Linked DNA regions of Mus musculus: region 2 is linked to region 1. Evidence: chromatin contacts called from public Micro-C data. All regions are on one chromosome and are shown on one strand. Each heading gives the region's core, a stretch centred on a gene start, on an enhancer-like site or on the middle of the called end of the contact. The rest is flanking DNA. Distances are from core to core; before and after follow the strand shown.

Region 1 (4,340 bases), core at 1,381-3,880:
GTAGTTTTGTTGACTCCCTCCAATATAACAGGGTGTGGGGGGGGGCATCTCTATTTGACGGTTTTATTTACTGGCTTCAATAAGAGTCTATGAGCACCCGTATACAATTGGGGATTTTTCCCCCAAAAAATAAATTAATCATCATTGAGCAAAGCAATGAAAAGCTAACATGATAGAGGAGCCCAGAGCACCAGGCTATAGGTGTGAAAATCCGGAAAGAGAGAGGAAGCCGAAAGCAAACTCTATAGAATTCCTGAATCAGACATTCCAAGAGACTTCCCTGCCCCAGAGGGCTCTGCCAGAGGCAGATAGATTGGCTTAAATTGATGCTTTTGTTTTCTCATGAGGCACATAATAATCATTGTCAGGGAATCCCACAAAATACTTCAAGATGGATTCTAACAACCAAGCGCCGGGGCTGGGGTGGGTTGCTGGGCTTACATCCTGCCCCTGGGAAGGATACATTCAGCCAGGGTCTCTCACAGTTGTGAATACAAAAGGGACAGAGCTAATCTTTCCCCCCAGGATTCATCCAGCTAAAAGCCACCACACCACGCTGTAGGGCAACTCTGAAGACAACAGAGCCTCAACAGAAAGCATGCTCCGCATGTGTGTTGCCAACTTGTACAGGAGAAGGAAAATGATGTGATGGGCTCAGCTCTTCTTCCCGATTTGTTTTCCCACTAATTTTTGAGTTTCCTTTTCCAAATTCTGTTGGCTCTCTCACATCATAGAGCAAAGACAAGAGGTAGGCCCAGAGCCCCTGCACATAGCATTGACACCCCGGAGGTCTTATAAATCACTGGGAAAATCAATAAATCCTATAAGGTAGTTTCTACTTTGCAATATCACCAAGGGACAGGGCTAATGCTTTTTTTTTTTTTTACACCACCATCCCCATTTGTCTGTCAAAAAAATTTTCCTCTGCTTAGGGAGGAATAAGCAATCAAATTTGCTGAGTAAGTATTTCAACTATCTAATTTTATTACTTTACAATTGACATACCTTCCCTCTGGAAATGTTTGCAATTAATTAATTAGTAGTAATCTTTCCCAAGGGACTAACTTAATGAATCCTTTCCAATTCCCACTTTAAAAAAGAGGGAGAGAGCTTAGCAACATCCAAGCTATAAGGGGGTGATTGCTCCAAAGTGGGTTTTGAGAAATCAAGGGATCTATTTATTACCGTGACTTTTTACCACTACGTCAATCTGGCAACGACTATAATTCTTTTTCTTACAAGGACGCTCCCAGTTTAAAAGCAAGGTTTCACCAAGGTAACCATGGCCTGTGGCAGCAGCTGGATTTGTAGACTCATCTGTGGTTTGTGCCCTCTTTAAGCTCCTTGTCTATTAAACATAAACTGTGAGAGGTGAGCAGATGCTGAGCCTAGAGTGCCATTCTAAAGAGGTCACTGGGTGTGGCTTGCCAAGTCAGAGGCCAGAGGCAAACTTGTGGAGGGACTTCCTGCCTGGGCCCCCAACCTTGCCTCTTTCTCCTGGCAAGAACTGAGAGCTCTCAGTATCCCCTGGATCACACCGTCTCGAGTTTCAATAGAAAAATAAAACATTGTCCCTGAACAAACTCCGGAACCCCTAGAGGAGGTATAGTAAAGATCTAGGACCGTCCAAGACCTGTCAAGTGCACTAGCGCTGTGACAGGGCGACTGAAAGGTAAGGCTTTCTGAATTGCAAACCCCACCTGGTGCCGCAGCAGCGCCACCTAAGACCTTTCATCGCCAGTCTGCAAGCCCCTCCTGATCCTTAGACATGTCTTCGGAATGGTGTCAGCCTGTAAGTGTGCAAAATCTATAGCACTTGCTAACTGGCCACCCCTGTCCGGAAGTCTTGCAAGCAACCCCCTGTTTCCAGAGGCATCGGTGCTTTTTTTTGAAAAGCCAGCGAAGGAGTTTATTACACCATTGGGCCCAGCTGAGTGTCCCTGGCGCTACTCCCTCCGGAGCTCTCCTCTACGGCTCGCCAGCGCCACCCCAAGAGGAGTGCAGAGGTAGCCCTGGGGCCGTGAAGCCTTCGCCCCGCTTTCGGGCTTGGGGCGGACACCGCTGGCGGCACTCGGGAAGGAGCCAAGCCTGGCCTCTGGCGGAGATGGCCCAGACTCTTGGCTGGCAGCCTACAGATGCAAGGGATCAGACTTGGTGCGTGTATGGGAGCTCTCTTACAGAGGCTGCACCTCGATCTGGAGGGGGCGCTCGTCGGTCTAGCCCAGGGCCAGACCTCTGCAGAGACGCCCAAGAGGTCAAGGACCTGGCCAGGGCTGGGATTAGCCAACGATTTGGGGAAACTGAGACCCAAGCCACATCCCCAAGGACACAGATGGGCTGCCCGGGGGGCTTGATCAAAGCTGCTGGAGCTGGTCCAACCCTAAGAGCTCCCGGGACGGAGGGGCCAACAAACTTTGATGCAGAGGAGAGGCGGAGATGGGTTGTAGTTGGAGGCTGGTCCTGCGAGCCCCTGCTCTCCTCCACCTGCTCCGGCTCTGCCTCCTCCCAGCCCTCGCCCACCCCACTCCCCCCACCCCCCACCCCCGCCATCAGACTCCTCAGCTCTCCTCTCCCTCCTTTTTCTCCCCCCTTGCCTGCCTCCCCCAGTTTCCTCTGGGCTCTTCTTTTGTATTCTCTCCTCCCTCGCCGCCCCGCTTGCCTCTTGCCTCCTCGGGGGCCGCAGGGGAGGAGGCGAGCACGCTGCACCCTGGGCCCGCACGGCTCGCCGGGAGGCGTATTTCCCACTTCTCCCGGGGAATTTGGAGAGGGTCTGTGTGCGCGCGCGCGCGTGAGCTGCAGGCGAAAGAGGGTAGGATCTAGCGGCGAGTCGAGGGTCAGGGTCTTTGACGTTTCTCGCCCGTTGCACAAACCTCGCAGAGCAAGAACGAGTGTATCCGAGAGTGCGTGCATGTACACGGGCTGGCTGCCCTTGGCACACTCGGTGGCCCGGGGCCCCGGGGCCCGCGGTCCCCTCTGGCGGCCGGGGATTACCGTGACGTCACGTTGAGCCTCTGGCCACCTTGGACTGGGACACCTCGGGAACCTCACAGCCCGACGCTGCGCTGTACCTCACCTTGCCCCTGCGCGCCTTTGGCACCCTACTCCTTCTTCCTAATTCTGCCGCCGATCCATGGGCCCCTCTGCCTTCTGGAACCCACAGGCCGTAGGGGTGCCTTACCAATCGCAGAACTCGGCAGCCCCTCTGCCTTTGATTCTGCCTCCCGTCTCTCCCCTCCTGCCAACGAACTGGCGGCCAGCTCCTGCAGCCCTGTAAGAAAACCAGACGCTGCGCTGCGCTGCTGGGGTCATCGAATCACAGAGCTGAGCAAGGGACTCGAAAGGAAAGAGGGACTCAAGTCCCTGAAGACGCCCTGCTATGGCCTTTTCACCTTTTGGACACCCGTATGGCAGCACATCCCAGGTGAGTAGAGTTAGGGGGTGGGGGTGGCAGAGGCAGGCTAGAGGGATGCCCAGTAATCCCCGAGCTTCCTCTTCTCCTTGACCCAAGGGAAGTCAGAAAGAGCACGGACCGGGAAATGTGCCACAGCACCCGCTGACATCCTGATGCCAGTCTGAGAGCTTTCACTCTTTGAGTGCCACCTGAAACGCACTCTGTGTGCGAGGTGGGTGGGATCTGAGGGAACTTGTAGTCAGGGTTACCCTTGGACAGATTCGGTGGCCAGGGTACTCTCAGGAGAAAACAAAAGGACTTCAGCGCATTGGCACTGCACTGCTCATTTGTTGACCTCTGCTCCGATCCCAAATCCCACTCTTTTCTAAGCTCTCTACTTCAGCTTCCCTCCAGTTTCCAAACCAGGGCGTTGTGCAGTGGTGAGGCTTTCCTTGGAGAAGTCTGAGAATGCCCATCACTGTTCTCCATTATCTCCAAAATAGTCACACACACACACACACACACACACACACACACACACACACACACACACCCCTCTTGGCACTCAGTGTCAGGTTGACCTTTGACCTGCTGTGGGATCCTGGACCGGTCTACTCTGACCGTGAGTGGATTCCCTTTTAGTACAGTGGGGACAGGAATGACATGTTGGTGATGGTCTTGAAGGCTAACTTTTAATTCTGCCTTTGTAGAATCCCAGAAGGGGGAGAGACAAGGATTTGGTCTTATTTCCAAAGTTCCCCAGGACTGCGGAGCCCTAGCAATGTCCTGGGGGCATCTATAAGAGCAATTTGGGTAAATTGTCATCGAGAAATCCCTATGCCAGTGCTCAGCAGGGAGATTCTGCACCTGGTGGTATTTGGTTAGTAGAACAAGGAATAAAGGCATCAGGCAGCTTCCTTGCATAATCTCCTCTGGCTGCAGCCAGTCG
Region 2 (4,554 bases), core at 1,453-3,952, 47 kb after region 1:
CATCTCTCCCATGCTACAACCCACATACTTAACCTAGGCTAATGATTGCCTATGGGGCAGGCTGAGTTTCTTAGAGGCAAGATTATAAAAGTATTCACTATGAAAACTTACATGTTAATGGAGCTAAAAAAAATAAAGGTTACTGCTTCAAAAATTAGGTCACTTCATACTGGCAAAAGGACATTCGATCTTAGAAGAGACATAAGGGGACAAAAAAAAAATAAAAATAAAAACCCACAGTTCTTATTCAGGACACCTTGTATGTGACAAACAGCTATTAAATGACAAATGGAAATTTCCTGTCCTTTATGAGATGATTTGACAATTGGCCTGGTATACTTTCTATGGTAGCTGGCTATGGGGGGGAAAAGTTGTAGCTATCAAGCTCTGTGTGTAATGGTCGGCCACACTCTTTGTCTGCGTGTCTGCAAAGATCGTGGGCTACTTATTGCCACAGCCCACCATCTCACGTCTGGGAAGACTTGTTCTTCCCACTTTTCAAACAAAGAAATTTTACTTTTACAGGTCAGCTCCCATTATAGCACACATTACCCTTGGATCCTTGAAAAATAATAAAAGGAATTCTTAAAAACCTAGCCAATGACTTGCTTGCTTTATACAATATTGATAGGGCAGCCCTGAGAGTAACAAAGGAATTTTGATGGTACCTGCCTTCTCTTTTTATAATGGGATATGGCCACGATCAGGAAGAGCATGTATTTATTTTTTATTCACTTAAAACGTACAGCTGCTCTCCTTTCAATAGGTTTGAGGTGGCTTGCAAAAGGAAAACAAGCAAGCAAGCAAACAAACAAAAACCCGTATGCGTTAAGACTGCTACAGATAGAAAAATTTAAAAAAAAAATGGAAAAGAAGGAGGGGGAGAACTGAGGGAAGGAAGAAGAGAGGGGGAGGAATATTATTCCCTTAGGGAAACCAGAGCTCCTATCAATGAGCATTACATGGATTCGGATGTCAAATTTTCTGTTCTAGAAAGACTCAGAGCAGGCGATGCTGGTTGGCAATGCCAGAAAGCTTACCAGTGTCGGGCTTTCGGATGGCAGCCACTTCCACTGGTTGATGTGCCTGATGTGCCTGCTGTTGGATTCATTAAGGATTTTTTTTTTTTAGCATCACTCCAGGTTTATGCAAAGACTAGACACACTATAATGGGCAGTGGTTTGTAGTATTGCACCCTGTACTCGAAAAAGCCTTGCGACATCTACAGGACTCCGTTGATTTCTATTTAAAATACACAAAAGCCATGTTTATTTTCCCTGCTAAGTGCTGCCTGCTAAGTGCTCTCTGTCCAACGGGATAGGGGAAGGTGGGTCGTGCTGTTTCTTCAGATCCCTTCTCTCTGTAGGAGAGATGAGTATGAGTTACTCCGTCTCAGTAGATGTTCAGCAAAAATCTGATTTTTTTTTTGTTATTGTTCTTAACAGGTATTTTTATAGCAACAGTTTAAAATCTTCAGTAACAACGCCCTGGAGCGCCCCATTTCAGCTGAAGAATATGCAAACACTATAATGGGTTTTCAAGCTTGAAAAAAAGGAGGGGTACACGTCCTTCCTTTTCTGTAATTCACCTCATTCCTAAGTGTCCACCTGTGCAAGAGTTCATGGCACCAACTTACATTTCCCTGGCGTGCACAAAGGACAAGGTGTCTGCCTTCCCTTCCAATTGCTTGGCCTTCAATCAGTGTCACCATAAATGTGATATATGAATGTTAAATCCAAATATTTTATTGGTGCAGATAAATATGATTTGTAAAAAGAGTCAAATTAACAATCCATTACATACTAATGGGCTCTAATCAATAAGTTTAATTTGACTAAAAGGAGAGGGGCGGAGGAGAAAAGAGACTCAATTACACCCAAATGGTGCCATTTGAAATTATAAAGGTGAATGACTTTTGTAACTTTTGAGCTGCGTTCTGGCTTGAGTTTTAGACCTAAGGTTTGAGCTGTATTCAAAGTGGCCCATATGTACATTCTATTATTTTTCTTAGAAAACATATTGCTTTAAATATAAAGAGTTCCCTAGTCATATTTGTCTTGGCTTATTTTGGTAAATAAATAAATAAATAAATAAATAAACAAATAAATAAACAAATAAATAAATAAAACAGTGTACCTAAACTTCACATCTCTTGTTCACATCCTTCTCTTCCTTCCCTACTGCCTCGGCTGCCTTCTAGCTTCTGACTCTAGGCTTTCTTGGAGAGCCTGCCCACATCCAATGCTTAACACCCACGCGTGCTTCAATAATTCTCCAATTTGCTGTTTCTATTTGACACTCTAATTTATTCGTTCCAACTGTGTTTTGATAGTCCACTATAGGACCTGGTCACTTTCTTCCCTTTTCTGTCTCCTCCTCTCGTAGAATGAGTCATACCACTGTAACTATTCTGGAATCAATTGAGAAAAAGTACCCAGGTCTCTGAAGTAGCCCGTGCCACAGCTTCCCCTTTGGAAAGGTCCCCATCTCGGCTCACAGGGCTCAGCCACAGAAGTAAAGTTCCCCTCTGTGTTCGCATCTCAAGCTGGCAAGAGCTTTTAGAGCATGATTCCTAGACTCTTTGGGCTCTCTTTTTTTTCCCTCTCGAAGCCTACAGAAACAGATGAGCTTCCTTTGGCTGGGGCTTCTGCTGTTCCCAGGCATCGTGCCTTCCATAATCCTGATGTCAGCCTGCTCCCTAGCGTCGTGGACTGGGTCTAGCACTTGACAGCAGCTGCAGCCTCAGCAACAACTGACCAACCCAGGCTGTTGCAGCTCATTCTGGGAAGCAGGAAGCAGCTCCCAGCTCTAGCTCCAGTCGGGCATAAGAGGAACAAAGCCTGGAGGACTATCTCACCCTCTCTGGGTGGCAAGGAAATCTCAATTATACACCCAAGGGATGTGGTTTATGAAAAAACTAGAAAGAATGTCTCAATTGTGTACGTAAATTGTTTTGTTTTACAAGCTGGGGTAAATCAGCACATTTGCAGCCCTTATTTATCTGATCCACTCCATAAGTCTCCTTTTGAACGCATGCCATTGATGTGGGGTGGGTGCCTATGCAAAGCACAACCGCCCGGGCCTAAATTCAATTAGGGCATTAGGAGGGAAAATGGAAATTTGGCTTTGGGGTTAGGCATGACTGCTGAGAACTTCTTGGAATTGGAATCGTTCTTAGGCTGTAACTAAAGATTAAAATCGAAGGGTAGACGTCTCCAAGGGACGCTGTTGAGTAGCCAGAACACAGATTTGAGTGAGACCTTTAAAGACAAAGATGGCAAATGAGATGCACTCCTTTTCCGTGATCTCTAACACACACACGCACACACACACACACACACACACACACACACCAAAAATAAAAGCAAAAATCTTCCGTGTAACCCCCAACATACTGAACATTTTATTGAACTAGGGTTGTCTATGCCTCCAGTTCTGATGCTCTTGTAAAAAATAAAAATGAAAATATATGATCCTGTGATCTTAAACTATACACTGGGAAAAAAAAAACATCCAAAAAACAATATTTAAAAACACAGTGTTTTATCTTTATCCAACTCTTAACTGAAAATTACAGCCCCAGGGATTTGAGTGATTTAAAAAAAAAAAACAACGGAGTGTTTAAGTTGTATATATAAACTATTTTGTTTTATGAGCTGGAGCAAATCACAGACAGGTTGTGGTGGTCAGAAAAGTTTGAGTTGGTGCGGGAGCGCAGGCAGGATTAATCTCCCAGCTTTGAGTATGGGCTGTTGAACCCTAATCGCTGATAACAGCTGTCTAGTGGCCGAGCCACTCCACTCCGTATCGTATCGATATGGCACTCAGTCTCTCAGAAAGCCCCTCACTCTTGCCGGCACTTACAGGGAGATAATTAATAGTCCCCTGAGTTATAGATTCCGAGCCAAAGGTAGCAGTGCATAATGGAAGCCAAGGTCACCCAAATACAGAAGCCTCTGCAACAAAAGGGAGTGCAATTACCATCCTGTTGGGAAGATCTTGTAAGTTTTCATCATTTTAATTCTTAAACCTTCCTCTTGGCACTGAAGTTCCAATTCTCTGATTTATGACGGGGGAAATAAAAGCTCTCCTGAACCACACAAAAGGCTTCTCTTTGGGTCATTCCAGACCGCTTCTAGGAGGCCAAAAGATAGAGAAAGAAGAAAGACAAACGTGGCCAACAGGCCCTTCAAAGCCCCTTCCCCCACTGCCATGCCTCCTCTTGAATGCCCCTGGGCGGTATCATGTATATCAAAATATACTCGGGTTTCACACTACCTATAATTTTTTGGGCTGTTAAAAACACAATATCTCTAGTTTTGTATGTAACATTATTATTTATTTTCAGTTGTTGCTGTTCTTTCCCTCCTTTGGGGCTGATGGCTTCCTGCCCTGACTTGGCACCCCAGGTCTTGTGGAATTTGAAGGGCCTTGAAAAGTTTCAGCGGCTTTGGTTTGTGTTGCCAATGGAGACGGGCAAGTCGGTTTGCTGAGCTGCACCTCGGGCTGAACACAGGAGAATAGTTCCTAGCACCATTGTTGAGGGCCTAAATT

What was found. Hi-C and Micro-C count contacts between places; a contact is called where the count stands out from the background.
Region 2: a contact with region 1 is called in a Micro-C map of embryonic fibroblasts, with 4 times the contacts expected there. The contact joins the enhancer-like site here to the promoter of Irx6 in region 1. A contact is called at or near these places in 2 of 39 promoter capture datasets (the 3T3-L1 cell line and stem cell-derived epiblast-like cells), 4 of 484 Hi-C or Micro-C datasets (cortical neurons, embryonic fibroblasts, nephron progenitors and 1 more), 3 of 115 datasets of contacts at active chromatin or transcription factors (embryonic fibroblasts and embryonic stem cells) and 2 of 9 other capture datasets (adipose tissue and pancreatic islet).

The regions. Positions count from the first base shown.
Region 1 is chr8:92,671,659-92,675,998 of GRCm38.p6, forward strand. It overlaps Irx6 (Iroquois homeobox 6), which reads left to right and starts at 2,631. Exons shown (of 6, transcript NM_022428.3): 1 at 2,631-3,421. The coding sequence starts at 3,377.
Region 2 is chr8:92,719,044-92,723,597 of GRCm38.p6, forward strand. No RefSeq gene overlaps it. Among named protein-coding and RNA genes, the nearest start is that of Irx6, 47 kb to the left of the region's middle. Within about 2 kb of position 2,703, at least 85 of the 459 cell types and tissues checked have an H3K27ac peak or open chromatin away from gene starts, as enhancers often do. A contact at or near this core is called in embryonic fibroblasts, where this site is marked.